Regions from separate parts of the Sus scrofa genome. Here region 2 is linked to region 1. The links are chromatin contacts, called in public HiChIP or PLAC-seq maps. All regions are on one chromosome and are shown on one strand. The core of a region is the stretch at or near the end of the contact, and the rest is flanking DNA. Distances in the headings are between cores, read along the strand shown. Region 1 has its middle 130 kb from the start of KCNJ2. Region 2 has its middle 130 kb from the start of MAP2K6.

Region 1 (3,824 bases), core at 178-2,677:
AGTAGAACTGGCCCGAGTCATTACAAATCAGTGTTTATTTTTCTGTGACCAGTGGAAGGCCATGGTTTACCAGGACATTATCTACCTGTGGCATCAGTTTAAATTTTTAAAAACGTCTTTGACCTAGTGCTCCATCATGTTGCATCTTCCCAATGCAAAGCAGATCCACCGTTGGACGTATTAATGACATTTTAAATTCCCTTATTAAGTTAGTAAGCTTGGGGAGGTAGAATGGGGAAAGGGTCACCCTATCTAAAAAAAAAAAGGCAAAAAACTATTTGCATATTAGTGTCTGTGGAACATTCTGTTCCAAGGCAAATCCTCAATATAATAAAATCATTTAGGAAAAAAACAACTACCGCTAGCTTGCACTTGGCAAGGGACCATGGATCCCAATATTGTATTCTCCCGGAAACCAGAAAAAGCAAAATGATCTCAGAAAGGCCTGTTGTTTTGGCAAGCAGTGAGATGCAATCACATTTCTACATACTGAGTAGCAGTTGGTATTTTATAAATGGTTAATGCTGGTATGATTCCAAGAGGCATTAGAAATATTAGTGGGTAGCACATTACAGCTCAGCAATTCTGCATGTAACCAAGAGTTGGGTAGCATCCATAGAGAGTATTTATTACGTAGCCAGGCACTTGAGAATATGTTTCTGGAAGCAAAATGAGATGATGATGAGGGAGATTATGTAATGAACGATGCCAAAATAGGCATAAAGGAAAACAATTCGCCGGGAGAAACAAATGCATTTGGGCATGGAAGACTTTTCTAAGGGTCTATATACTCATGGGAAGTAGCCCTTTAAGAGGTCAAGAAAAACCAGATGCTATTAGCAAGAGTACAAGAGTCCAGTTGATACTTGATACTTCTCTCCAAATTCCTCACTCTGGAATTTGGTTATACACACACACACAGACACAGACACCTGTGTGTATAGGTGTATACATGTGTATGTGCCTGTATGCGCCAGTACATAATTTTAATCTTTTTCATGAAGACTCATTTTTGCCTCCTGTTGATTATTCTTTCTACAGTCCCCCGAATACAGAGATGCACCGAGCTACGCGCCTTGCCCTATTACTCCTTTGGCTGGCTTGGCAGCTCAGCTGTTCTCATGGCTTCGCTGTCAAGGGTGCCAAAACCTCAATGTTTTTTTCCTTGGGGACCTAAGTGCTCCTCACTGCTCTGGTTGTCCATGTTCCACTGCTTGTTTGCCATCTCCGTAATCGTTTCCCACCGTCTTTCCTCCTTACAGAGACTTCTACTCTGGATTTCCCCATTTAGCCTCTTTCTCCCTGGCACTCGGGGTCAAAATCCTCAAGTCATCTTTGCTTTTTCCTTTCTGTCTTACATGTCTGCTCAGACCCGGGACTCTTCGGAGAGCCCTGGTACTCTCCCTTACACCTGTCCAATTGCTTTCATTGCCGTGACTCCAGTGTATCCCTTCAGTCCTCAACTGGTGTAGCAGTCTGATTATTGGTCCGTCTGACTTGACTTTTTCTCCCTCTTACTTTAGGAATCACTACCCAACACTAGGCAATCACATGGAGCAACACACTCAGAAAAAAACAAAAAACACAAACAACAACAGCAGAAAGCTTTGGTGTTTTCACTTTGCTTTCAGGATAAATCTAAATAGCTTTGCTTGACATTTATCAAAGGTACTCACTGAACTCTCTCCTTATTTGATATTCTTGGGGAGGGGCTTCAACATTCTTCTGTACCTTTGCTCACAGTATTCTTTTCCGGAATATTCTTCCCCACACATCTTTATCAACTAGTTTCCATAAAATGCAATTCCAGTCTGATCATGCTGGGAGACCAAAAAATTAATTGGGTATAAATTGAAAAATATTTTTGAGAGTTGAACTGTCATTATTAATCAGCCCCTTCACGTAGGAAACTTTTTGCATTCAATGGAAGCAAACTGTGAGAGAAGCCAGGCAGGGCAGTTGTTGTCTGCATATTGATGTGGGAGATGAGTAATGAGGATGGCATTTCCTGGATAGTGGGTGGCAGATGACCAATTGTGGGTGGCTTTGAGACCAAAGCCTAGATCCTTGGACTCCCAGTCAACATCTTTTCCTCTATAATGCAAGTGGAGGCATCATGGCACACTCATCATGCACAGATGCATAGCCATTATGTGGTCTGGAATCCAAATCTGGCCCTGCCACTTATTAGGAATGTAAAGTTGGACACATCACTTAATAAGCTCTTCCATTTCCCAGTCTGTAAAATGCGCCCAACAGGTTTGTCGTGAGGTTAAAACAAGGTAATGCAGGTAAAGCATTTAGCACAACACCTGCCATGAAGAAAGCTCTCAGCAATGCAAGCAGCTGTTCTGCAACATGATGACTGGATAAAATTGACTTCTCCGAAGATTAGAAGAATGACGTCCCCAACACCAGTGGCCTAAAGGTGGAGTTCTTTTCAACGTAATGATTACGTCCATATCTTAACTAAGAGCAAAGGTGTTTTTTCCTCCTACCCTAAATGAAATGGATTAATTATACCTCCTGCAATCAACAATTACACAAGTCCGTCAGTTCATTTTCTATTGGGCATGCATTCCTTGGGCAAACATCATTTCAACAGTATTTTCTTGGTAGTTAACAGTGGTTTATTCCTATAATGAAGATGCTGTCTTTGCCCTGTGTGTCTTTTACCAGGCCAGGCAAACGAGAACCACAGTTCACACACACTTTCAAAAAACCCTGCTTCATACCGCAGATTACTGCTTAGCCTGCAAAGCCCACAATTTAATTATTAGACGAACCACACTAATCATCTCCTTAACCAGCTGCCCCCTTGCCAAATTGTACCAACAGAGAGGAGGACCGTTCAGCTTTGGGAGAAATTCTGAGTAATTCCAAGCAATTAGCAGCAAGCAGTATAGCAGTGGCTAAAGACTTCTTTTGGATGCACTCTGAGCTGAAATCGCAGCTGTCATCTGGCTACAGTGGGATTTTGAGCAAGTGACTCTGCCTTTCTGTACTGGCTTCTGTTCCATTTCTTATCTTGTACAATTACTGAGATGTAGAAGTGAGGTGTGTATGAATCACTCAGCACAGTTTCTGTAGTATAACCTTGCAAAACCTAAATGTGGTTTTAGTAACATTAGAACAGTGTTACATGATCATTTGTAACATTTCAAGATTGTAACATTGCCTTTTGGAGTTGATAATGTATGTAGATGTAATACAAATAATAACCACAGCATAAAGGAAAGGAATCATGACATTGTCAGTATGATGATTTATCCAAAGATATGCCATCTCTGATCACAGCTACTGAATTCTTTTCCTGCTCCCTGTAGACTTGAGTTTCTCCCTTTATATTTTCCCCAAGAGGACTAAAAAGAATTTGGCAGAGTTCCAAGTGGGTAAATGCCAGTCTCTTGGAAGACAGAAGGGGCAAGATGTGTGGTGGTGGGTTGAAGGTCTTACCAAAAAATGTGCACAGTGAGGAATACGAGATACGGAGCTAAATGACTTTACAGTCTGAGTGAGTGCCTATGGTACCAAATTGTAACACCTCTTAGGGATGGTACTTGAACAAATATCTACTAATAAATGATTAGCATGTACTTTGCCTTTCCATAAAAGGAATCTTGTTAAATGAAGTGGCCAGCTCTTGGGAGTGTAATAAGACTTGGCAAATCGATGCCCTTCTGGAGAACATAACTGCACTTTCTGGAGCTGGCCCATGGGCACTCAATTATTTAGAGAGACTCCCAGGCACAGAGCCGATCAGCTCTTGGAGGGTGCTTCAGAAGTCATGGGGGTTGCCTATCAGAGCTGCTAAAGAGGGGAAT
Region 2 (3,545 bases), core at 39-2,538, 660 kb before region 1:
GCAGAACAGACAAGGGCAGAATTTCCAGTTGGTCTGGTGGGTACCCAACCTTTTAAGGAGACCACATTAAGTCTCAACGAAGCTAGAACTAGAATTTTATAAACAAAATGAATCATTGTGCATCCAGTGGGCATTAGCTCTGGAATCCCTTATCAGATGTGATATAGCCATGCTGGTTTTGAGAAGCTCTGCACTATCCTAGAATTTGCCTTCTGTGGCCTTGCCCTTCAATGCCATAGCATCAGTGCCATCTCCCAGGAGCTTGCTGACAATGCAGAGCAGGGCGTGAATGTGAATCGCAGGATCCCCAGGTGATTTATATTCACAAGGTAGTTGGAGAAGGAAGAGTGGTCGTGGTCTACCCATCACATCCAATTCTGAAGTTTCAATGATCAGACCTCAAATGCTCCTGTAATTCTTTTGACATTTGCCCCATGTTACAGACAAATGATGCCTTAGGAAGTGATAATCAGATTTAAAAAGTAGAATTTCTATATTGGCTGGAAGAATATATATGTTAAAGTATATTTAATGATGTTTGGATAAATGCAGGTTCCTTTTTTTTTCATTACAGGATTATTGAGAAGAAGTATTTTAAAGGGAAAAAATAACCCTTAGGCTCGAATAACTTTACACCAGTTATTAACAAACGTGTGTGTGCCATGGTTTTTTTTTTTTTTTTTCCCTTTTTCACCCACACCTGCTGCATATGGAAGTTCCCAGGCCAGGGATCAGATCCAAGCTGCAGCTGTGACCTACGCCATAGCTGTGGCAATACCAGATTTTAAACCCACTGAGCCGGGCTGGGGATTGAACCCTCACCCTCACAGAGACAATGCCAGATCTCTAACCCACTATGTCACAGCAGGAACTCCAACAAATAAATGCATTTTATGGATTCCAAATGGAGAGCTGCTTTAGGGATACACAGCACTGCACAGGCTTCACAGTGAAGGAGGTGGTTGGTGATCATGAAGTTTAGAGCCCGAACCTAAATAATTCTGCTTCCAAACTCCCAGTCTCTGACCAGACTCCTGGGCTTATTTGGGCCTGAATGCACCTCACCTTGGGTTTCCTTGCACTAACAGTGTAGTCAGGAACTTCCTTGGCAAGGGGTAGCTCTCCGTGTCCCAAGGGAGGCAGACTCCGCATTAATGCTACTTGCCTGAGTAGTTAGCTGAGCTCAGGGCGGTTCACTTTCCTACATTCTAAAGCAAGCCTGTGGACTGGGAGGCAAAGGGCTGTCCTTAGGCAAGAACTTGCTAAACCACTTGACCTTTTCAACAGCTGCAGAACTGTTTATCGAGAACATGCCATCTCTCTTGCCTCCTCCAATTTGGCAGTCAGGAGAGTCAAGCCAGTGACATTGCGTGCTTTAGAAAACTTTTGAACAATTCACAACTTTCACCATCAAGTGGATAAATTGGTCTCGCTAGTTAGATAGTGATCTTTGGAGAGGTTATCTTCTCCTTGACTCCTTTGTTGGAATCCACAAAAATACTGCATCGCCAAAGCTGCTGATTCCCTAAACTATTAAGAGGAGACTAGGTCAGTTTCAAGACTTAGGGCAAGTGGCAATGTCTGCTTGCCAAGAGCAAAGAACATGAATCCTGTGCATGCAAGTGAGCAATTTCTGGAAAATTAAGGAGCCGGTGAGTCTTACTGCAGCTTATCTGAAAATGATTATGTGCAAAAAATAATCTATGATTCATGACACACTTTTGCAGGATAAGCTGAGTTGAACTATGACTTGATAATGCTAATAAAAATGGGCGAAGAATTATTTTAAAATAGTGAAAGAAGTTGTGAAGCAACTAAGCAAGAGATGGAGCTTGAGTCGGTATGGAAACAAGGAGGATGGCTCCAGGCTAGAGCCATATCGGCTGTTTAAAATCCTGGCTCCATCACTTCCTAGCTGTGTGACCTTGGACACATGTCTTCAACCCTCTGTCCTTCAGTTTACTCCTTCTTAAAATGGAAATAGTAAGAGAACCTACTTTAGAGAGTGCTTGTGAGAATTAAATGAAATACAGCCTCTTGGGCACTTAGTTCAGGGTCTGCCACACTATTATCACTCAATAAGTTGCTCTTATGTCATCCTCCAAACACATCCTTTTTCTACAAATACAACTGAACAAAAATGCATATAAAGTAAAGATAAGTAGGAAGGTATTTTAGACCATCTAGCCCAGTGCATCATAATAATACCTGGCCTGTGTTGGCTGAACATGAAGGAATACACACTGAAGCCAGATCTCAACATCACAAACAGATGTTCCTATTTTTCAGTTTGCATGTCAGATTAAAACCTTTGTTCACCTCCTCATCTCAGAGAGAAAACCAACATTTTTATTTCCGCAAACTCTGCTTTATGAGATTAAAACAGTGACATAACCACTTCTGAAATGGCAAATCCAATGTATACTGAAAGAAATTTTCAAGGTATTCAGTAAGATTGAAAAAATATACGCAGAATAAAGGGAGCCTCCATATACTTGCTGATTTTTCTTTTTAACAACGATTAGGCTCCATGTAACAAAATATTATTGATGGCTGGAATATGCTCTAAATACTGAAGATGTAAAAATAACTTGAAACAAAAATTTCTTTGCTATTTATCAAATACTTGAGAAAGCATTCCATTTGAATTGAGACCTTAAAAAACATATATACTTTTTCAAAAAAAAGTTGAAGTACAATTGATTTACTATATATTAGTTTTAGGTGTATAGCAAAGTGATTCAGATATATATATTTTCTTTTTCAGATTCTTTTTCATTATAGGTTATAAGATACTGAATACAGCTCCCTCTGCTATACAGTAGGTCCTTGTTGTTAATCTGTTTTATATATAGTAGTGTGTATATGTTAATCCCAAACTCCTAATTTATCCCTTACTTCCTCTTCCCCCTTGGATTACCTTAAGTTTGTTTTGTAGGTCTGTGAGTCTATTTCTGTTTTGTAAATAATTTCATTTTTGTTATCATTTTTTTTTAGATTCTACATATAAGCTATATCATCTGATATTTGCCTTTTTCTGTCTGACTTACTTCATTTAGTACGATAATCTCCAAGTCTGTCTGTGTTGCTGCAAGTGACATTACTGCATTCCTTTTTATGGCTGAATAATACTCCACTGAATACATCTACCACACTTTCTTGATCCATTCATCTGTCGATGGACACTTAGGTTGCTTCAATGTCTTGGCTATTGTAAACAGTAATGCTATGAACACTGGGGTGCATGTATCCTTTTTTTTTGGCCATGCCTGCAGCACATGGAAGCTCCTGGGTTAGAGACTGAATCCACACCACAAGAGTGATCCAAGCCACAGCAATGAAAACGCCGGATCCTTAACCCACTGAGCCACCAGAGAACTCTGCATGTATCTTTTGGAATTAGAGTTTTCTCTGGATAATTGCCCAGAAGTGGGACTGCGGGATCCTGTAGTAACTCTATTTTTAGTTTTTAAAGGAATATCCATACTGTTCTCCATAGTGACTGCACCAATTTACGGCTCCACTAATAGCACAGGAGGGTTTCC

What was found. HiChIP or PLAC-seq counts read pairs in DNA pulled down with a chosen protein or histone mark.
Region 2: a contact with region 1 is called in an H3K27ac HiChIP or PLAC-seq map of skeletal muscle, with 8 times the contacts expected there. The contact joins two enhancer-like sites. A contact is called at or near these places in 2 of 47 Hi-C or Micro-C datasets (embryonic fibroblasts and fetal heart ventricle) and 1 of 2 datasets of contacts at active chromatin or transcription factors (skeletal muscle).

What each region holds. Positions count from the first base shown.
Region 1 is chr12:10,227,019-10,230,842 of Sscrofa11.1, reverse strand. No RefSeq gene overlaps it. Among named protein-coding and RNA genes, the nearest start is that of KCNJ2, 130 kb to the left of the region's middle. Within about 2 kb of position 1,427, at least 4 of the 83 cell types and tissues checked have an H3K27ac peak or open chromatin away from gene starts, as enhancers often do. A contact at or near this core is called in skeletal muscle, where this site is marked.
Region 2 is chr12:10,883,949-10,887,493 of Sscrofa11.1, reverse strand. No RefSeq gene overlaps it. Among named protein-coding and RNA genes, the nearest start is that of MAP2K6, 130 kb to the left of the region's middle. Within about 2 kb of position 1,288, at least 3 of the 83 cell types and tissues checked have an H3K27ac peak or open chromatin away from gene starts, as enhancers often do. A contact at or near this core is called in skeletal muscle, where this site is marked.